2 separate regions of the Gossypium hirsutum genome follow, and region 1 is linked to region 2. A link is a contact called in public Hi-C data. All regions are on one chromosome and are shown on one strand. The core of a region is the stretch at or near the end of the contact, and the rest is flanking DNA. Distances in the headings are between cores, read along the strand shown. Region 1 holds the start of LOC107910495 (protein SENSITIVE TO PROTON RHIZOTOXICITY 1). Region 2 holds the start of LOC107910503 (calcium-dependent protein kinase 11).

Region 1 (4,172 bases), core at 1,065-3,564, 190 kb before region 2:
GCTGCAGATGTAGCTCTTGTCACAGTGGGATCTCTTGTAATGGTTTTTGACACATAAGATGGTTTTCAGAGGCTGGAACTTTTTGTGATCCTTGTTCCTCTTGCAACCAGCAAAAGGGCATGAATATCTCTTTATAAGAGCTGGTTCAGAACTGGATTCTTTATTGGGTTTAGCTAGTGCTGCTGGTGTTTTGTACTCATCACCATGCCCTCTCATGTGCATCCTTAAATTGGCATCTCTTTTGAATCCTTTCCCACATATAGTGCAGAAATGAGTATGGGGTGCAAGGATTTCTTCCTTTTCTAACTGCAATATCTCATAGGTGCCTGGGAAAAGATTCTCCCCTAATTCCTCAGCATCTTCCTCATCTTTCATTTCATGTTCCTCCATTACATGATTCTGCTGCTCCCCACTGTTACTACTAACATCAACAGTGTTAGGCAACTCAGTGACACTGTTCCCACCACCATTTTGTGGCTGAAACTGTGCAAGAGATGCAACGGGTGGTGCACCACAAAGTGTATGGTGCTTAACAGATGGAAGGAGACTACCAGCAGTAGATATCAACTGAACTATAATCGAAGTGAGAGCAGCAGTGATGAGCTGCTGTTGCTGATCTACAAGTTCATCTGGTTGCCCCAAAACTTGACCCCCTCTCCCAATGATGGAATGCACCAGACCCTGAAGCTGATGGATCTTCTGCTCCAGGAATGACAGATTGTTTAGCATTGCACTTGGATCCCAATCTTGGACTTTGCTGGCTTGAAGCAACTCATTCATAATAGGGTCAGGGACCTTGATTTGGTTATTGGGGTTACACGGAAATGAAGATTTGGTTTGACAGTTTGGGTTGAATGCCTGGAAAGGAGGTTCAATCCTGGTGCTGTAATCTAATAGGGAAGGATCTTCCCATTTCTGCTGCTGATGGTGAGTTGTGAAATTAGTAAAACATGGGTGGGGGTGTTGTTGAGGATCTTTCTTTTGATGTTCAATAGATTGCCTGTCTCTATGATCCATTTTTAGGCCTTCTTACTACCTCAAAGCTGGAAAAAAAACATCACCAAATATTCAGCAAGATTAGTATTGTTCTGACCATAGAAGTACTCAAATTTTTAGTATAATCACGCAAGGAACCAAGATTCAAACTCCCACTCCCAAATTTACTCATAAAACCCACCAACCTCCTTTCTTTTCCACTATTAAATTGATTTTTTTTCACCTTTTTCCTTAGAATTGCAGAAAGATAGGAACTGGTTTTCTATATTCAAAAAATCCCATAACTCTTTTCCTTAGAATGAACTAAAATACCAAAAACTCATTTTGGAATTCAAGCAAGAGCCTTGCTAAAATCCCCTAAGCCAAATATATTATATCAAATCAAAGAAATAAACGGTAGCAGAAACAGGTGAAGCAAATAAACTTGAAAACAGCGCATCATTCTGCTAAATACCCAGAAAAGAAAAGAAAAGAAACGAAAAATCAAACTTTTAGATCTAACAAAGGTTTAAAAATTAAAACTTGAAGAAATAAAAAGAATAGGAGAGACATACCATATTCAAGATGAGCTCAGATGTTGTTAGTTTCATTCATGCATCTAAAGAGCCGGAGAAAGAAGAAGGAAAGGAAACTTAGGGTACCCAAATTTATCAGCAAAAATAAAAAAAGAAAATTACAGTTTTGGTATATTGGTAAGTGGGACAAAGATAAACAAGTCAACCCATCAATGAATCAATCTTTGATAGTTTGATTTGGGTTAAATTCCTTAGAAGGTCCTTATATTATAAATATTGAATCAAATTAGTCCCTCTATTATTAAATGGATCAATTTAATCCTTATACTATTAAAAAATTAAATAAATCCAAATTGTAATTAAAAAAATTTTATGTGATTTTTTAAATAATATAAAAATAAATGAATCCATTTAATAATAGAAATTTTCAATCCATCATGAAAAAGCTTGCAGGGGGAGGGGAGGGGGTGTTGGGGGGCAAAGGAGAGTGGAGGCTAGAAGGAAACAAAAGAGTGAAGGAAGGGGACCCCATTACAACAACAAACGTGATTCAAATTCTCTTTCTCTATGGATGAATGATGGATCAAACCATTCATGAACATCAAGAATGAACCATTTGACTTGCTTTCTTTCTTTCTTTCTCTTTTTTTATTTAGTTGGGAGTTGATTAAAGGAATCTTATAGGGGAGTGTGAAGTGGAAGGAAGGGTAGGGGGAAACAACGCAAGCTCCATCTCCCACGACCCCTTTTTCCTCTTTCTACCATCAAAGCATAAAGGTGGTGACGGGTGAGCATGTTGTGATTAATTTATAAAATTATATCATTTCTTTTAAATACTGTAATTTTTAGATTATTTAGAAAAATATAGTAGATTCTTTTTTCAGAAAGTGATCCTGTTATATCAAATAATGTGTCAGATTTTAAATTTTAAAATAATAATATTGACTTGGATTATCATATGTTAAGCAGGGTGAAATTAAGGGGCTCGTAAGGGTTCGATATCCCCTAAAATGAAAGAAATTTCATTTAGATCATTTAGTAAAAATAAAATTTCACTTTGGCCCCTCTAAAAATATAAAAATTTGATTTAATTTTTTAAAAATTATTAAAATGGTGAAATTGCATGTTTGTTATCGTAAAAATTATAATTTAATTTTGGTCCCCCTAAAAAAATTTCTAATTTCGCCCTTGATGTCAAGTGAGTTAATTCGTGATAATTCAACTTGATTAGGAAAATGTAAAATATGTTGTGTGCACAATGAACTTGTCACCTGATATGGCGAGATCACTTTTAGAAGAAAAAAGCTATCGTATTTTGCTAACTAATCTAAGCATTGTGTTTTTTAAAATGCAATATTGTCATAATAAATTGGAGCATGTTGATTAGGCTATCTTTTTAACTAAAATTGGTAATTTAAAATTGTTATTTTTTTAAAAGGAAGTTTATCAATTCATTCCATGAATGGGACTATACAATTTGAGAGGAAAAAAAAATAACAAACACCCATAGTAGACGATGAAAAACAAACACCATCAACACAACAAATGCTTCACCTCAGTATTAATAGAACATTATGGTCTGTCAACAATTAACTTTGTTATAGTAGTCTTGCTACTGTGAAAAGATATGCTAGGCATGCTCAATTGGGTGAAATTTTTGAATTAGATCGTGATACTTTGAAATCCGGTAATGTTTTTCGTAACAGTCCGAGGGGTTAGTTTACTTTTGGGCATGCTTCATTTGCCTTGCTTTTCTTCTTCAGACACATTTGAACCTTGTTCGGTGATGTTTTTGCCGATATTGATCCAGATTTGGATGCTGAAGTGAAATTTGGAGCATTCCAAAAACTTGGAGATCCAACTACAAGAAGACAAGTAGTCTGATGTAAGATTGCTTTGTTATTTTTCGCTTCTATTCATGATTTGTCATAGGCTACTAGAAAAATAACTCAAGCATGACATATTTGGAGTGATTGCAATCATTTAATACAATAAAGAAAATAGCCTTAGATGATCCAAAGTGGTTGGAAAAAAATTGATAAAATAATCGAGCATCCACTGAATTAGAGAGTATGATGACAAAACCATCCATAAAATCACTTGCAAAAGCAAGACTACATGCATAAATAATATTACAAATCATGCTACAAGAGCAGACAAAAACTTGTAAAAGTGAAGACTTATTAAACGATGGAAAACAAACAAATATATATAAAACTTAAGACAATACGGGTCTAAACCCACTAGTGAGATCATTTATTATTCTGAAATACTTTCAAAACAAAAGAGATTAAGAAACCGATGAAAAGGCACCTACTTTCCAAGAAAAAATGTTGGTGGCTAGTGGAGTTTCAGGGAGGACAGACAACATCATTTGTCCATCATAACTTGTGAAAACATAAAGATACCCACAAAATATATAGCAAGCTAAAAAGAGAGAATACACGTGTAAAGTGATGTGAGATGAAAAAAAAATTGGTGAGAGGGAGGGAGAAAAAGACCAACAAAAACCAACTCGAAAACTAATACCACCACTGAGCAAAACAAAAAATAAAAACAAGAATATTTAAATTTATTTTTTTATTATAACATTTAAAATTATAAATTAAAAACAAAAAAATTTCAAAAATTTTGGATTGAAGAAGTTACTTTCAATCTTTT
Region 2 (4,131 bases), core at 1,382-3,881:
TGATATAACCACTACCATCTTTGTCAAAAAAGGTGAAAGCAGCTACTATATTTTCCTCTCTCTCCAGCTTATTCATGTGCAGTGTTGCTGCAATGAATTCACCATAGTCGATTGTTCCATTGTTGTCGATATCGGCCTGTCAAGGGTAACAACAGTTGTGGTTGTCATCAGTCACTCAAATCATGTTGTAACATAAAGCATATCAGTAACAAGTCAAGAAAGGAAGTGGTATTTACTGCTTCCATTAAAGATTTGATTTCAGATTCCATTAATTCAGACCCCACTTTCTTCAAACCGTCTTTGAGTTCTTGGTACGTTATTGTCCCGCTGCTGTCCGTGTCGATCATTTTGAACAACTCTTTCAGACCACCTATTTCTTCCTCGGAGAGTCGTTCTGCTATGACCTGCAAAAGAATGTTGTTTTTTGTCTCCCCCCATTGTAAAAGAAAGTGAAATATAGGTAAAAAGGGGCAGCGTTTTCAAGCATGCCTATGTAAACACATCAAAAACAGGAGAATGACATACACGCAACGCCATCTTTTTAAGTTTGTTCATCGCCGAGAACTGCTTCAAGCGTGATAGCACGGCAGAATCTAGAGGTTTGTCTGGGGCAACTCTATCATCAACAATCCATGGGTGACCTGATGCATAAATCAACCTACTGTTGTGACTTCCACACATAAAAAAAGAAAGAAAGAAACGTAGGCATTGTCATTCCCTTGCTATTGCAAAGAAATCATAATTTGGATTGACATTAATATTTAAAATGACTTACATAAGACTTGATAAGCAGAAATTCTTGACTTAGGGTGCCTCTCAAGCATCTTTCGTATTAGATCTTTTGCACTTTCGGAGATGCTAGGCCATGGTTCGGATGTGAAGTCGAGTTTCCCATGTAAAATCTGTCTGAATATTCCTGATTCAGTTTCTACGAATCAAGAAGAAAAGTAAAAAAAAACAACTTAGGATATGAGAATATAAGAATTAGGACCAAGTGTTGAAGGATGTATGATATGATAAAATACCTGCCCAAAATGGTGGAACACCACTCAACAAAATGTAAAGGATAACACCTGCACTCCATATATCTATTTCTGGTCCATAATGCTTGCACAAAACCTCTGGTGCAACATAAAAGGGACTCCCAACAACATCAGCATAACGTTGTCCTGTACGATAGAAAACGTAAACCGGCATTAACTCTGAGAGGAAACGCCGCGAAAAACAGAGGGAAAATCACTAGTAAGTGCCACAGGTGTGAAGTTTCCCATCATTTAAAGAAGCCTAATGATTCTTCCTAGCACAAGAAATTTGAAAATGCCTTCATACAAGCAAGAAAAATTTGGTACCGAGGCACAACCTGATGTTCCAGCGATGCTGATCTTGACATCAGTATGGAGTTTTACAGAATATTATTGGTATAATCATATGTGTCCTCCCTCCGCTCATTTTACGGTTGAAGCCTAAACCTATTCGGGTCGGGGTATTCAGGTAAAGCCTCTCCATTCGTTTTTAGGCTCTGAGTCTAAACCTATTCAGATTAAGATATTCAAGTAAACCACTCCAACAATCTTAAAAATTGAGTTATCGTAAGGGAAACTTATCCCATAATATCTTAAAAACATTCAACATGATCAAACATAAATTTCTGAAGAACTTTGAGAGAATCAACCCAAACCTTTTTTTTCCTTTTAAAGAAAACCCAATTAAAAGGAAAGCACTAATCATGGAAACAACCAAAATCATAAGGTCAAAATCAATGGCTATTGTTTCAAAAATCAAAAGTAGCATATAAAGAAAAGAAACCCCAGGAACCAACCTGGTTTATAGAAGATAGACAAACCAAAATCTGTAGCCTTGAGGACGGCATCATCACCAGGAGAATCAAACAAGAAATTCTCAGGTTTGAGATCTCTATGCATAACCCCAAGAGAATGACAAGCCTCCACAACACCCACGATCGTTTTAATAAGCTTAGCAGCCTCTCTTTCACTGTAATGTCCTTTAGCCACAATCCTATCAAAAAGTTCACCGCCTAAACAAATCTCCATAACCAAGTGAACAAACACGGAATCTTCATAAGTCCCCTCGATCCGCACCACGCTCGGGTGCTCCGATAAATGGTGCATGATCTTGATCTCCCTCCAAACATCGTCGTAATCTTCACGGCATAAAAGTTTACGCTTTGGGATCGACTTACAAGCGAAAACGGTGCCAGTAGCCTTGTGAATACATTCATAGGTGGTGCCAAATTGGCCTTGCCCCAGCTTCTTCCCCACCACGTAATGGTCCCTTAGTCTTGGGGTTTCGTATGGCAAAACCCATCCTTTGGTTGCTGTTGTCGTCGGTATTGATGATGATTGATTATTCATTGTCACAAATATATCTCAAATAATGGGATCTGTTCTCTTTTCTCTTTGGAATACAACAAATGTAATAATTTATTCTATATATTCATTGGGTGGTGACTCAACGTCATCAAGCATGCATGAAAAGGAAAACGAAGCTCTAAACTTGATGCTTTTGGACTTTTTCTGTTTGTATAATTAGTAACTATTTGATGGCGGGTTTTTTTGGGTTATTATCTTATTTTTAGTAGCTGATTTGATAGAAGAAAAATCAAAAAAGGATATTTGTTAGCTCATTCGTTCATTCATATATGCACTGGGAATGTGAAAAGTTTTTTGCTGGTTTAATGTGCATGCTCCATTTCAATTCTATTTCTTCCATTTTTAACCACGTATTCATCCATTCTGTTTCACATGCAATACGTAAAAATAGCATAAATCATATTAATATATCATTATTACGACTTCAAGTTTTTTGATATATGTATGTATAATACTATGCAAATATAATTGCTCTATGCCTCTGCAAAAATATGCCACCTAAATTTTTTTTTCTTTATAATAAATATGTAGGAAAATGTTGGTCTCTCAAAGGATTTGGGATGGGGAAAACCAAAAAAATTTTAAATGGTATATTTTTATTATAATAAAAATGTAATTTTATTATTTTAATCGTTTATTTTTTATAATTTTTAAAAAATTAAATTAATTTTTTATATTTTTAAGGAGACAAAGTGCAATTTGATCATTACTATTTAAAATTTTATAAATTATAAAAAATTAAAAAAATTTCTATTTTAGAAAGATCAAGCCCCTGTTAGCCACAAACTTCACCCTTGATAAGAGAGGAGATAATAGTAGTACAAATGAGGCCGATTCACCTAGTCGGACGAAAAGTCAAAAGGTGTAAGTAAGTGAGGAGGGAGAGGAGGAAGCAATGAGCCGAAGAAGACAAGGTGTAGAAGACTTAGGGCATTAAGGTTGCTGAAGGAGTGAGGGATTTTATCCCTTGTTCATCTTTCTTCTGGATATTTATAGAAAAGTCTTCTATCTAATAGCACCACATTGATGACAATTCTAGGAAATGGTCATCAATGTGTGGTTGGTTAGGTGATAAGTTGGTAATTTGTGGATTGTCCCCAAATGTAATACTGTTTTAATATTCTCTTTACTATGGTAATAAAAGGTTGTTATACTTTAATAGTTTTCGATGACCCCTCTTGAAAATAAAAGCATTCCCACTAAAAACATGGTGAAGTAACGGATGGTCTATCTTCTCAGGCAGCTACTAATGATGCCACGTATCTCGGGCTCTCAGTTGGATAGGAGTATACCAGGTGTGATTCTCGTTGGTAACTAATCGTTATGGAAATTTGAGGATACAGCTGATGGTGCAACCCTAACATGGCCGCACCAGCAGTAGAACTGCTGTTGATGAATCTTCTCCCATCATCTCCATAACCATTATTGCAGTTGAACAAACAGTGGTAAAGAGAAAGGTGCAGATATTGATGAAGGAGCTGAAATGGTAGAGTCACTGCTAGAGAACTTGGCTGGGAAGTTGCCATTTTCCTGCGGCAGCTACGATGAAGCAGCCAGCCACTGGATGGTTTCACCATTGCATTCATGGTTTTCATCGTATATGAGGTAATAAATGTTTTGCAAATTTTATAAAATGAAGTGGATGGGAGCATTAGTGGCTAGCTAGTACAATAATAAAGTTGAAATTTCTTTGTCCACATGATTTTTTTTTAATTTGTATATGTTGTTGGGTGAAAGGGAT

What was found. A called contact is a pair of places that touch in the nucleus more often than the background predicts.
Region 1: a contact with region 2 is called in a Hi-C map of leaf, with 2.2 times the contacts expected there. The contact joins the promoter of LOC107910495 here to the promoter of LOC107910503 in region 2. A contact is called at or near these places in 5 of 34 Hi-C or Micro-C datasets (hypocotyl, leaf and seedling).

The regions. Positions count from the first base shown.
Region 1 is chrD02:9,477,395-9,481,566 of Gossypium_hirsutum_v2.1, reverse strand. It overlaps LOC107910495 (protein SENSITIVE TO PROTON RHIZOTOXICITY 1), which reads right to left and starts at 2,314. Exons shown (of 2, transcript XM_016838348.2): 1 at 1,551-2,314; 2 at 1-1,043. The coding sequence starts at 1,017. LOC121214596 (a long non-coding RNA gene) reads left to right here and starts at 2,187. Exons shown (of 3, transcript XR_005910165.1): 1 at 2,187-2,298; 2 at 3,322-3,396.
Region 2 is chrD02:9,290,637-9,294,767 of Gossypium_hirsutum_v2.1, reverse strand. It overlaps LOC107910503 (calcium-dependent protein kinase 11), which reads right to left and starts at 2,631. Exons shown (of 7, transcript XM_016838358.2): 1 at 1,820-2,631; 2 at 1,026-1,169; 3 at 776-928; 4 at 526-641; 5 at 237-404; 6 at 1-136. The coding sequence starts at 2,372.